Regions from separate parts of the Mus musculus genome. Here regions 1 and 3 are each linked to region 2. A link is a contact called in public HiChIP or PLAC-seq data. All regions are on one chromosome and are shown on one strand. The core of a region is the stretch at or near the end of the contact, and the rest is flanking DNA. Distances in the headings are between cores, read along the strand shown.

Region 1 (3,658 bases), core at 744-3,243, 450 kb before region 2:
AAAAGTTTGATTCTGGAAATTCTTTTTTTTTTTTTCTGTTACTGAAAATAGACTTTTTTTCATACAACATACCTCAAGAAGTGACATCGAGGATGAGAAAGAATTAAGTTAAGGTGCTACTGAGATACCTGTGGCAAGCTGGTAAAGATGGCAATCTACAGAGCAAAACGAGGTGATACAAAAGAAACTTTGTCTCATGGGAGCCACTGGGAAGGGGCTGGGAGACTAGGGGGGAAAAAAACATAACTCTCTAGAATCTGGTTCACCTCAGGCCTCAATTAGTCACCTCAAACACCGACATCTTGATGACTAACAGCCAGCCACCAGAGCAAGAGGACATGGAAAAGCTATTGAATTAGCTTGGAGAAGTTATTCAACTTTTTCATGAGGTCTGTACCTCATTGTGAAATGAGTAGACCGTACTGCTACGTCTTATCTCATTGGAATATTTTTTAAGAAAACATGCTTTTTCAGTACATAGCAAGGAGCAGATTACTGGGGGATAGCAAGACTAATTCCTGAAGACTGATAAAATATTTATGTATTAATTTACATATGTTTTGTGATACATGCATGTTCATGTGAGTGTGTGGACATAAGTGTAGATAACAGATGATTAGGTCTGGTGTCTTTTTCTATGGCTCCCCACCTTATTTTTTGAGATAAGTTCTCTCACTGAACCTGAACTTTGCCAATTTGGATAGACTTGCTGACCAATAAGATCCAGGGTGGTCCTGTCTCCAAACCATCCCTCTTCCAGCACTGGGATTACAAATGGTTACTATCATATCTAGTTTTTTATGTGGGTCTGGGGACCAAACACGTCCTCATGCTTGTCTAGCAAATATCCCATCAGTTGAAACATTTTTCCAGCTCCATAGAATGATTTTTGAAATTTAAATAAGATATTGTAGGTAAAACTTGCTGGCAGTATTTTGTATAGTAAATAATAGCTATTAACGTTAGTTACAGTTTAATTTATTAAAAGTTAATCAAATAGCATACTAAATATAACTTTTTGAGACGTTTTACCATATCACCCTTACTGAACTGGAATTTGATTTGTAGACCAATCTGGCCTGGAACTCCTAGAGACCTACCTCCTGTCTCTGTCTCTGCTTCTGACTCTAGAGTAGTAGAATTAAAGGCATATGCCACCACAGCCTATCTAAATATAATTTAACATTACTTGAAACTACCCAGTGTCTGGTTCCTGATGGTGACAGTGACAGAGCTGCTTATACCAACATTCTAATATTGCTTCATCTGTAGCCAGCTCCTGAGTCATGAAGGGATTTACACACACACACACACACACACACACACACACACACACACACGTAATAGCATTCACTAGCAGTGGCTAAAACACATACATGTTTTTGTTTGTTTGTTTGTTTGTTTGTTTGCTTTTGTGTTGTTTGTAATGATCTACTGTAATTGACAACCACACTGATTAAGCCAATTAAAACTTTTACGTCCTTTTTATTGGAGATCAAACTTGAGCCCCTAAAAACTTACTTGTTGACAAAGCTCAAGGATATATAGTTTTAAAGGTAAACCAAAGTAAAGTGGGTGTTAGAGTAATCTTGAAGCATTTATTATTAGCAGAAAATAGTAGTTATTTTAGACATAACTTGCTAATTATTTCGTTTAATACCTCTGACCATGGCCAAGGCTCTGGAAATCTTAAAGGTGTTGCCAAGGTCAACTGACCTAAAAACTCTTTAAGCAAACATAGAGTCAATCAAGATGGCATATCTTAATCATTTCACTTTCATTATCTTTTCTACTATGCTCAACATCCAAGTTTGCCTTGCTGATTTTTGAGAAAGCATTCCAAATTACATCAACATTCAACTTCCTTTTGTTACTGGGAAGAACTTGATCGAGAACAGTCCGCCAATCCCACAGGTGGCGCTGAAGGACTATCAGAGCAGTTACTGAAAGCTGAAGATGCTCCTCTAGTCGAGTACTGACGCTAGAGATGTCGTCATCGCGTTCTGGTTTGTGACAGCCGCCCGCGTAAATTTGAAATGGCTGATGATTTGCGGGCTGGTGGAGTTCTGGAACCTATAGCTATGGTTCCACCGAGACCTGACTTGGCGGCGGAGAAGGAACCGGCGTCCTGGAAGGAAGGTGAGCACCTCAACCCGAGTCGGAGAGCTGTTTTCGTGGTTGCCGGCCGGGCCTGGCCACCCTAAGGACGCGATTACCTGGGTGGGGAGTTCTGTGCTGGGTCTGGCCCCGCTCTCACGACTTCGGAGTCGGGAGATACTGTGGCCAATTTAGGCTCTCTATCCTCCTGACTCAGCTTCCGGAGAAGAGAAGGGGTTGGATCTGGGTGGACATTCCCCAGACGGAAGGGACTCAGGGGGCTTTGTATTCATTTATTTCATGAGCCAAGTTTTTGTTTGTTTGATTGATTGATTGATTGATTGATTGATTTGTTTTTAACCTACATCTAAGGGATCATGTGCTACGCTTCTCCTTTTTAAAAACAACCTTGAACTCTCATCCTATGCACTGGGGACAGATGACAGCAGAGCTGAGTTTGGATAGAATCCAGAAATAGAATTGACCCAGCTTTTCTTTTCTTTTCTTTTTTCTTTTTTTCCAACACAAACCACCAGCATTTATTTCCTGGGCCTAAGTATCAGTCTTTTGGTAAAAAGGGCAAAGAATTGGTCAGTTAGTTTTGAATCCAAATCCTTTCCCCAAACTGGATCTGTGAGGCGCCATGAGGAAACTTAGAGCTGCATAGATCATCAGAACTGAGCTTAAACCCGCTTTCAAAACAAAACCAAAACCCAAAACCAAAGCAGAAGAAAAGTGATTGTCAGCTTCTCTCTCTCTCTCTCTCTCTCTCTCTCTCTCTCTCTCTCTCTCTCTCTCTCTCTCTCTCTCTCTCTGAAAAAGTTATGTTTTTTTAAAAATGTAAAAGAAGCTTTAAAAAAGGGCTAGGAAGATCTTCCTGACAGACAGGCTGGCTGGAGGGTGAGTGGTGACAGGACAGTCCCTGTCCAGGTGGCAGCTGCTCACCTAGGGGCAGGGCCTGGCTCAAGCCCCGCCTAGCTGAATAAATAATATCTCGTGGTGCTGGTTGTCTTCAGAGTGTACCTGAGCACCGTGGGGAGGTGGGGAAGAGTGGAGCCTGCGGTGTGGGTGGAGGACTTGGCTGGAGTGGGGGCCACAGAGGATTCCATGAGGCTCTCAGTCGGCCTGGCTGGCCAGGGCTCCAGTCCGGGAGGTACAGCAGGTCTCTTCCAGCCTTGGGACCACAGGCAGACTCAGGACGAGGTGTTCGCATCACTGCTCTCAGGCTGGCTGCTGGCTTCCTTGTCTGGGGTACTTCCCTCTGCCTGTGCTTCTCCCTCAAGTGCGAGCTCGCCCATGTCTCCAGCGAGCTTCCGCATGCTCACGGCCTCCGAGTCTCCCTGGATGTCAGGGACTGCATTCCGATGGCCTGTCCGGTCGCAGGAGATGAAGTCCGAGTAAGAGGACTCGACTTCCATCATGCCTGTCGCATCGCTCCTCAGGCCTGACCAAGGGACAACCAAGAAACATGGGTGCTAATACTGCCTTGAATGTGGCCGTGGGATTTTCAAAGCTCACAGCAGAAGTCCAGGTGGTCTCTCTCTGACTGTATAGCAAGTCT
Region 2 (3,513 bases), core at 856-3,355:
TATTTTTATTTGTGAGTCACATATGTATATGTATGTCTGAGTGTGGCTTTGTATACATGAGTGCAGTGCCCCTGGAGGACAGAAGAGGGTGTTATATCCCTTGGTACTGCAATTAAAGTTAGTTGTGAGTCAATAGATGGGTTGATGGGAATTGAATCATGGTTCTCTGTAACACTAATCATAAATGCTGAGCCATCTTTCCATCCTGTCTATGAACTTTTGACCCTTCTACTTTATCTCTTTGTGTATGTCATGAAGACACTCAACCACCAAACTATATCCATGTCCTTCTTTTCCCTTTCCTCTTCTTTTGTGAACCTCCTTGGATGTGCTAGGAAAGTACTTTACCACTAAGCTACGCCCTTGGCCCATAAGTTAATAATTTTAAAATTTAAGTTGCCATATAGCTGACAATTTTGTGGCTTCTTTAAAGTTTTACTGTACAGAGCTGATGAAGGATGTCCCAAGCGGAATATGCTCCCCTAACGGGGCTGCCTTGTCTGCCTTAGAGAGAAGTTGTGCCTCTCCCTGTAGAGACTTGATATGCCAAGGTGAGGGGCTCCACCCTCTCAGAGGAGAAGGAGAAGGGGACCAGGAGTGGGGGCAGCAATTGGGATGTTAAGTGAATAAATATTTTTTTTTTTACAAAGGACATCGCAGGCTATAAAGATGACTCAGCTGAACAGACATTGGTTGCTGAGTGTAAACCTGAGTTCAACCCCCATATCTCTTATGACGGAAGAACTGACGCCTCCAAGTAACCCTTTGACTCTCACATAGATGGTCACACAAACACATGCATATTATAATATATACATATTATACACATATACACAAACACCATCCTTTAAAAACACGTACATACATACAAACAAATACATACATAATATAAAAATTTTGAATATAACTTTTTTTCAAATCCTGTAGAACTACTTTTAAAAGGTTACCTACACGCAGCGGCTGTGTTGCAGGCCTGTAATCCTAGAACTTGGGAGATGAAAGCAAAAGGATCATTTCACTGACATCCTTCGTTACACAGAAAGTTTAAGGCCAACCTGGATCATATGAAACATCACCCTAAACCCCAGCAATCAGGAAACAGAGGCAGGCAGATCTCTATGAGGCAATGGTCAGCGTGATTTATAAGTTCCAAGCCAGGACTACTTAGGAAGATCCCGACTAAAAGAAAACAAACACGCTAAAAAACGGTGGACAGAGGTAGAGACAATAGAGAAGTTTTCAATCAAACAGGGTGGCATATACGTTTCTGATAGCACTAGTCCAGAACAGCAGCCTCCAAAAGGCACAGGCAGTTGTTTTTCTGGTCACTGCCCGACTGCCTGGCACATAGTAGGCATTTTAAATTTCGAAGGAAGTGGGGCTGGAAAGATGGCTCAGCAATTAAGATCACTGGCTGCTTTTACAGAAGACATGGGTTCAGTAGTCGGCTCCCAAACGCAGTTAACAATAGTCCCCCGGAGGATCCGACCTTCTCTCTGACTCCCATCTGCACTACACGCATATGGTGCACAGGGTTAACATACATGCAGGCTGAACACCCATGCATACACACTAAGAAAAATCTTAAAACCAAGAAATTTTAACTTTAGATTCCCAGAGGCTGACCATGCTGACCACATCCTTTAACCCGCTTCACCAGATAACAAAACTGAGGCCCGGCTCAGTGACGTCAGCCGGTGCTCAACTGCAGGCAGACCGGAAATGTCCGGGCCGGGATTCGAATCGGGGATCCTGTCCTCCTAGCGAGGGCTCCCGATGACCAACTTGCTTTCTCTGGACGTAAGCGGCTGCACAGCCCGCATTGTGAGGATCACACGACGTGCGTTCTATAAAGAGCGCCACTCTTTGGCCTCGACGTCCAGACGGCGTCCACTGCGGGCCAGGCTCCAACTCACCCTCTCCGCGGCCATCGCCAGCCACTTCGCGACTCCACTGGGCGCCTTGGTCCACCGCGGACGACGCCGACAGGAAGTCCCGCCTACGCCGCGCGCACCCGCGTACCGCGACAGCCATGCCAACCAATGAGCGTCGCTTCTTCAAAGACACTGACCAATAGCAGAGCGCGCTGAGCAGGGGGCGTGTCTGGGCCGCGGGGCCGGGGAGCGGGTCGTGCGCGCTGAGGAGGAGCCGCAGCCGTCGCCGTCGCCGTCGCCGTCGCCGTCGCCGTCGCCGCTACCGCTACCGCTACCGCTCTGCCGCCGCCGCCGCCGCCGCCACCGCTGCCGAGGCCGTGCGGAGCCGTTATCGCCGCGCCGCCCGCCCCGGAGCAGAGTCCCGGGCCTTCCCGCCCGTGTTCAGGTGAGGCCGGAGGCTTCGGCGACTTCCGAAAGAGTAGGCCGCGCTAGGGCCTGAGCTCGCCTAGCCCCACGGGCGTCCGCCGGGCCTGCACCGGCCGAAGGCCCCAGGCCGCGGTAGGCCTGGGTATGGAGACGCGCGTGTGGGCCGCGGCTGGGCGAATGGGAACCGACTCTGTTTGATTCAGGTTGGCGACAAGCCTCCGCCGGGCCAGATTCCTCTGGGCTCCCGCGAGAGAGGCGGGAGAAGGACACAGCGTGGGCACGCGCTTTGGGGGGCCGGGCTCCGAGGCTTGGGGGGCCCCGGATAGTTGATCTCGGAGGCCCGGTGATCCGGGGGTGGAAGAGTGGAGCGAGGACCTTGGGCGCCAGAGGTCATGGCCCACAGACTTGCTCCCTCGGGAAATCCCATAGATTTCTTTTGTGGACGATTTTCTGGACACACCGCGACGAATCATGAGGTCCTTTTAGAAGTGTGCAAACCTTTCGTCTGTGTGTAGAAGTCTAGAAGAGAAAGGGGAAATTTTTTCTTTGATCGCCATCTCTAACAAAGCTGTTTTAGGGACGTTTTCATTTGTAAAATAACGTGTAAATATTAAAAAGGCAATTGCACGCTGTTGAACAATGGGTAGTGATGATGGATCTTCCCTTTCTCTTGTCTTCTGCTGCTAAAGCATGCCAAAATGGGTTTGACGCCTACTATGTGGAGAGCAGGTGGAGAACTTTTTTGCACTAGACAGAGCTTCCATTATCGGAAGTGTCCATGTGGGACACCGCTGGCCAGAGCTCTAGAAGAGGCAAGATCGGATGTTAAAGCTTTCTTAACCTCCTTGTTACAGGCAGTTAGAGTCAGATAATGGTTGGTTGGGAGGGCCTGGCTGCCCTATGCATTGCAGAAAGTTGGATAGCATGCCTGGCTTCTTCTGCCTACTGAGTATTAGCATCTCTGCCTCCTACTTCTTCCAGTTGTGAGTACCAAAAACACATTGAGGCGTTGCTAGGGTTCTTTCTCTCGTTTTTTTCCCTCCACCAAAACACATACACAGAGAGGTGAGAAATCTTTAAGCAGTCTTCCTGGAAAAGTTCTTCCAGCCCTATCCGATGATCTGGGTGAAGCACCTAAGATCTTGAATAAGCCGTATTGAAATGCCTGTGAAATAGCATGGGGAAAGTATTGTGCAGATGTAAAGATGTGAGG
Region 3 (3,595 bases), core at 186-2,685, 370 kb before region 2:
CTTCTGACAACAGTTTCTACCCTTTGAGTCATTTTATAGGCCGGGTATCAATAAATCAACATTAACTCTTATAGATTAAATCTTTACTTGCAGAAGCTTAAAACGTAGTCTGTTCCCTTCTTTGGAAAACAAGTTCTAGACAGGTTTGTGTGTGTGTGTGTGTGTGTGTGTGTGTGTAGATGAAACTTTTAGAAGTGGGGACCTCTTAAGGGTTGTGGGATCTTCTAAAAAATTTTAATCAGTGTATAATGGTAGTGTTCTTGGTACCACTTAGTAACAATCAATTCTTGAAAGAAATCTTTCATTTTAAGCCCTTTCAGAGGCACAGACACAGGGAAGTGCTTCCCTACCAGGGAGAATTTCACCCTGCAGGAGACATTTTGGCAGTATCTAGAGAAGTTTTTTTTTTCCTTTTCTTATGTGCATGTGTGATATGCATGCATGTGTACATTGGAGGCTCAAAGTTGATGTTGTGAGTCTTCCTTTCTTAATCATTAAAGCAAAGTCTTTCAGTTAATTCATAGTTCTTGGATATGGTTAGTCTAGCTAGCCAGCTTGCCCAGGCAAACCATGTCTGCCTTCTCTGCATTATAAATATAGACAGGCTGCCACACCCACTTGGCATTTATGTGGATGCTGGGGATCTAAACTATAGTTATTATGCTTGTATATGTAGCAAGATCTTTAGCCATCAACCTATTTCTCCAGCCCCAAGAACCATTTTTTTATTGTATAGAACAGGAGGGGATGTTGCTGGCTCCAGTGACTGGACCCTTAGAAGTGGGTTATGTTCTTCTCTTCCATTCCTGGACCCACCCAGTGAAGAATCACTTGGTTCACAATGGCCATAGTACTACTACTGAGATACTGGCACAGAACATGGAATGATGGAAGACTGTTTTCCTCAGAGATTGCACATAACTCTTGGGTCAGGCTGGACACAGTCTCTTGAGAAAACATAAAAACTAGGACATAACTGAACAAGAACAGAGTGTGAAGCATGGCTTTTCCAGTCCTTTCTCTAATGCAAGCCTCACCAGAATTATTCTGTGCTTGAGTTTCATTAAAACTTAACTGTTTTAGGCTCCTTCTAAAGATGGTGTGTGTGTGTGTGTGTGTGTGTGTGTGTGTGTGTGTGTGTGTGAAGCATTTGGACTTCAAATTTTTTCTTTTGGGCTGGCTACAAAACTTCCTTAATTTCTCTTTTCAAAAATTGCTCAGGTAGTTTGACATTTGTGTATAGAGATGAAGAAAATAGACTGAATAAATGGTAGATCATTTTCAGATAATCTTTAATCAGAATAACTCATCAAAGGAAGCAACAACCATTTAACAATTTGTGTCATAAATGAGCAGAGAGAGGCATGTGAGAATCCTGCATTGTGTAAAGAGTTTCAGATCCTTGTTTGCTAAGAGAAATATCTGTAACATCTTTTTTTTTTTGCTGCACCAAGGCTTCTCTGAATAGGAGCACACCAGATTATCTCTGCCACATCCCTGGAGCTTATGTTCCTCAATGGATGGCTTCACTGAAGGAACTCAACTTTCAGCCAGAAATTTCCTGACTTTGCCTCATGCATTGACTCCCTGCTAATGGCCTGTCATAACCCCGGTTATTTTTGTACAGAAGTCTCCCTATTCTCTGAGCAGGTGGATACCATGGGAAGGGCTACCCATCAGTTTCTCTGATCTCTGAAGTCCCTTTCCTCCCACTTTTGGGATGTTCTACCATCATTAACAGTATTGATGAAAATCCTAGGATAACTATTTTTGAAAATTACAAATGGATTTATGAAGTGTGTCAAGATAGTGAAGGGCTTCTGATTTGATAAATCTTGAGAAAGAATCCAGGTTCAAAAGATGATTTTATCATCTGTTTGATCCAAGGAAAGCTGACTCCATGGCTTGCTTGAGGTCTAGCTAAAGTAGCTGAGCTGACCTGCCTGGCATCACCACTGGGAAAGGAAAATTCATACTCTAAAGCTAACATGCTGAAGAGAACTCTACCTGATCTGAATAGAGAAAAGTATTCTTTTCTGAACTGACTTGCAATACTGTCCATGCCCCAGTTCCCTTACAGCAACACTGTTATCCCCATGCCCAGCCTCTCCTCTACACTCCATGTATGTTGTATTTTTTCTTACTTTGAGATTGCTAAGTAAAGACATAGCTCCTTGTCTCTGTCCTGACTCTTAGCACAGTATATGAGACACAGAAACCTCTTCAGATGTTGCCTGAGTCTTGCCCCATGTCTCCCTTGAGTACTGAGAAGGCATGGAGCCCAGACTTCTGGAACAGGTGAGAAAATAAAGTAGTTTTATTTTTCAGAAGCGCCCTTTATGGCTTCCATTGTTCCCAAGCAAGCATGCCTCCAAGTGGCAGTTCCTGATTGGCTGTCATTGTCTGCATCACCAATCTCTAGTCTCTCAGGCAGGCCCTCATGGGGAAGTTACCTACAGGGCTGCCCAGTCCCACTTGATGTTTATGCAGAGTAACCACAGCCTTGTCAGTGAGATCTCCTACATTCAGAAACACTGGCAGAATGCTGTTTTCTTCATGTGGTTGCTCAGATTATTTTGAAAGACATACATGTTTTTCCATTTTAAAAGTTAGGTATGTTGACGCACCTCCTCAGTGTAAAGCAAGAGCTCTGCAAATCCAGGTTAGTGGATTCAGTAGAAAAAAACTGTAAATGATTTTTCTAAGAAATGTTGTTTGCAGCTTGCCATTACACATCAAACTTTCACCCAACCTACAAACAAGTTAGTAATGTGTTTTGAGATCTTTATGGTTTCTCTGCTTGCTTACAGTGTATTCAATCTGTTCAGAATTAACTGATCTTTAAGTAAAACAATGTATTCAATCTTGCTCTGCTTTGGCCTCTCTAAATTATGATTTGCTCTATTTTTCCTTAATGATTTGTTGATTCCTAGCTCAGAGCAATGCATTTGTGCAAAAGATGTAGGGGCTAGAACTATGACCATTTGCTGGAAGCAGTAAGGTTTGAACCTCTTCCTCCAATGTTGAAAGCAATGTGGGCATAGATTAATAATACCCGGTTGTGTCCTTGGGTGATATTCTGAGTCAATAGAGTCAGAGAAACAATTTTTCCCTTCATGAGACCTCTGTAAAAACCTAAGACAAGAGTTCCTCATTCCTCTCCCACACTGTCTTTGCTGTGATGTTCAATAAATAGAGTGGATAGAATGGCCTATGTTTAAGAGATCAGCTCAAAGGTCTTCAAACAAACCAACCAGACTCACTCTTGGGTAAATGACTCCAAGGATCAGTTTCCTTTCTTACCATTTGTGGTGTTCCCTCCAAAATGAGTTGGCCTAAGAATCAAGTCCCTATGCTCTGGAGAGGTGTAGGGATTCGAGGTACTGCCTTTCATGGAAGCATTTCCTGTTTACCCACTAATCAAAGATTGAGCAATGGCTTATTATGTTTAAGGTACTCTGCTGACTCCCAGAAACAGCAGTTAGATACGTTCCTTGTTCTGTGCTGTGTGTGTATGTGCATGTGTATGTGTGTGTGTGGGGGGGGTGGTAATTACTTTTAAAATACACGAAGGAACTCACAAATAGATTTGTAT

Evidence for each region. HiChIP or PLAC-seq counts read pairs in DNA pulled down with a chosen protein or histone mark.
Region 1: a CTCF HiChIP or PLAC-seq map of the NIH/3T3 cell line shows a contact between it and region 2, with 6 read pairs. The contact joins the promoter of Shcbp1 here to the promoter of Elavl1 in region 2. A contact is called at or near these places in 1 of 39 promoter capture datasets (pre-B cells), 1 of 15 datasets of contacts at CTCF or cohesin (the NIH/3T3 cell line), 1 of 484 Hi-C or Micro-C datasets (CD4 T cells), 3 of 115 datasets of contacts at active chromatin or transcription factors (bone marrow-derived macrophages, memory CD8 T cells and thymic regulatory T cells) and 1 of 9 other capture datasets (liver).
Region 3: an H3K27ac HiChIP or PLAC-seq map of bone marrow-derived dendritic cells shows a contact between it and region 2, with 3 times the contacts expected there. The contact joins the enhancer-like site here to the promoter of Elavl1 in region 2. A contact is called at or near these places in 7 of 39 promoter capture datasets (the C10 cell line, the HPC-7 cell line, cranial neural crest and 4 more) and 1 of 115 datasets of contacts at active chromatin or transcription factors (bone marrow-derived dendritic cells).

Annotation. Positions count from the first base shown.
Region 1 is chr8:4,777,902-4,781,559 of GRCm38.p6, reverse strand. It overlaps Shcbp1 (Shc SH2-domain binding protein 1), which reads left to right and starts at 1,993. Exons shown (of 13, transcript NM_011369.3): 1 at 1,993-2,139. The coding sequence starts at 2,037. It also overlaps the pseudogene Gm6334.
Region 2 is chr8:4,323,692-4,327,204 of GRCm38.p6, reverse strand. Elavl1 (ELAV (embryonic lethal, abnormal vision)-like 1 (Hu antigen R)) reads left to right here and starts at 2,105. Exons shown (of 6, transcript NM_010485.3): 1 at 2,105-2,319. It also overlaps a transcript of Ccl25 not described here.
Region 3 is chr8:4,690,646-4,694,240 of GRCm38.p6, reverse strand. No RefSeq gene overlaps it. Among named protein-coding and RNA genes, the nearest start is that of Gm6410, 18 kb to the right of the region's middle. Within about 2 kb of position 1,435, at least 1 of the 459 cell types and tissues checked has an H3K27ac peak or open chromatin away from gene starts, as enhancers often do. A contact at or near this core is called in bone marrow-derived dendritic cells, where this site is marked.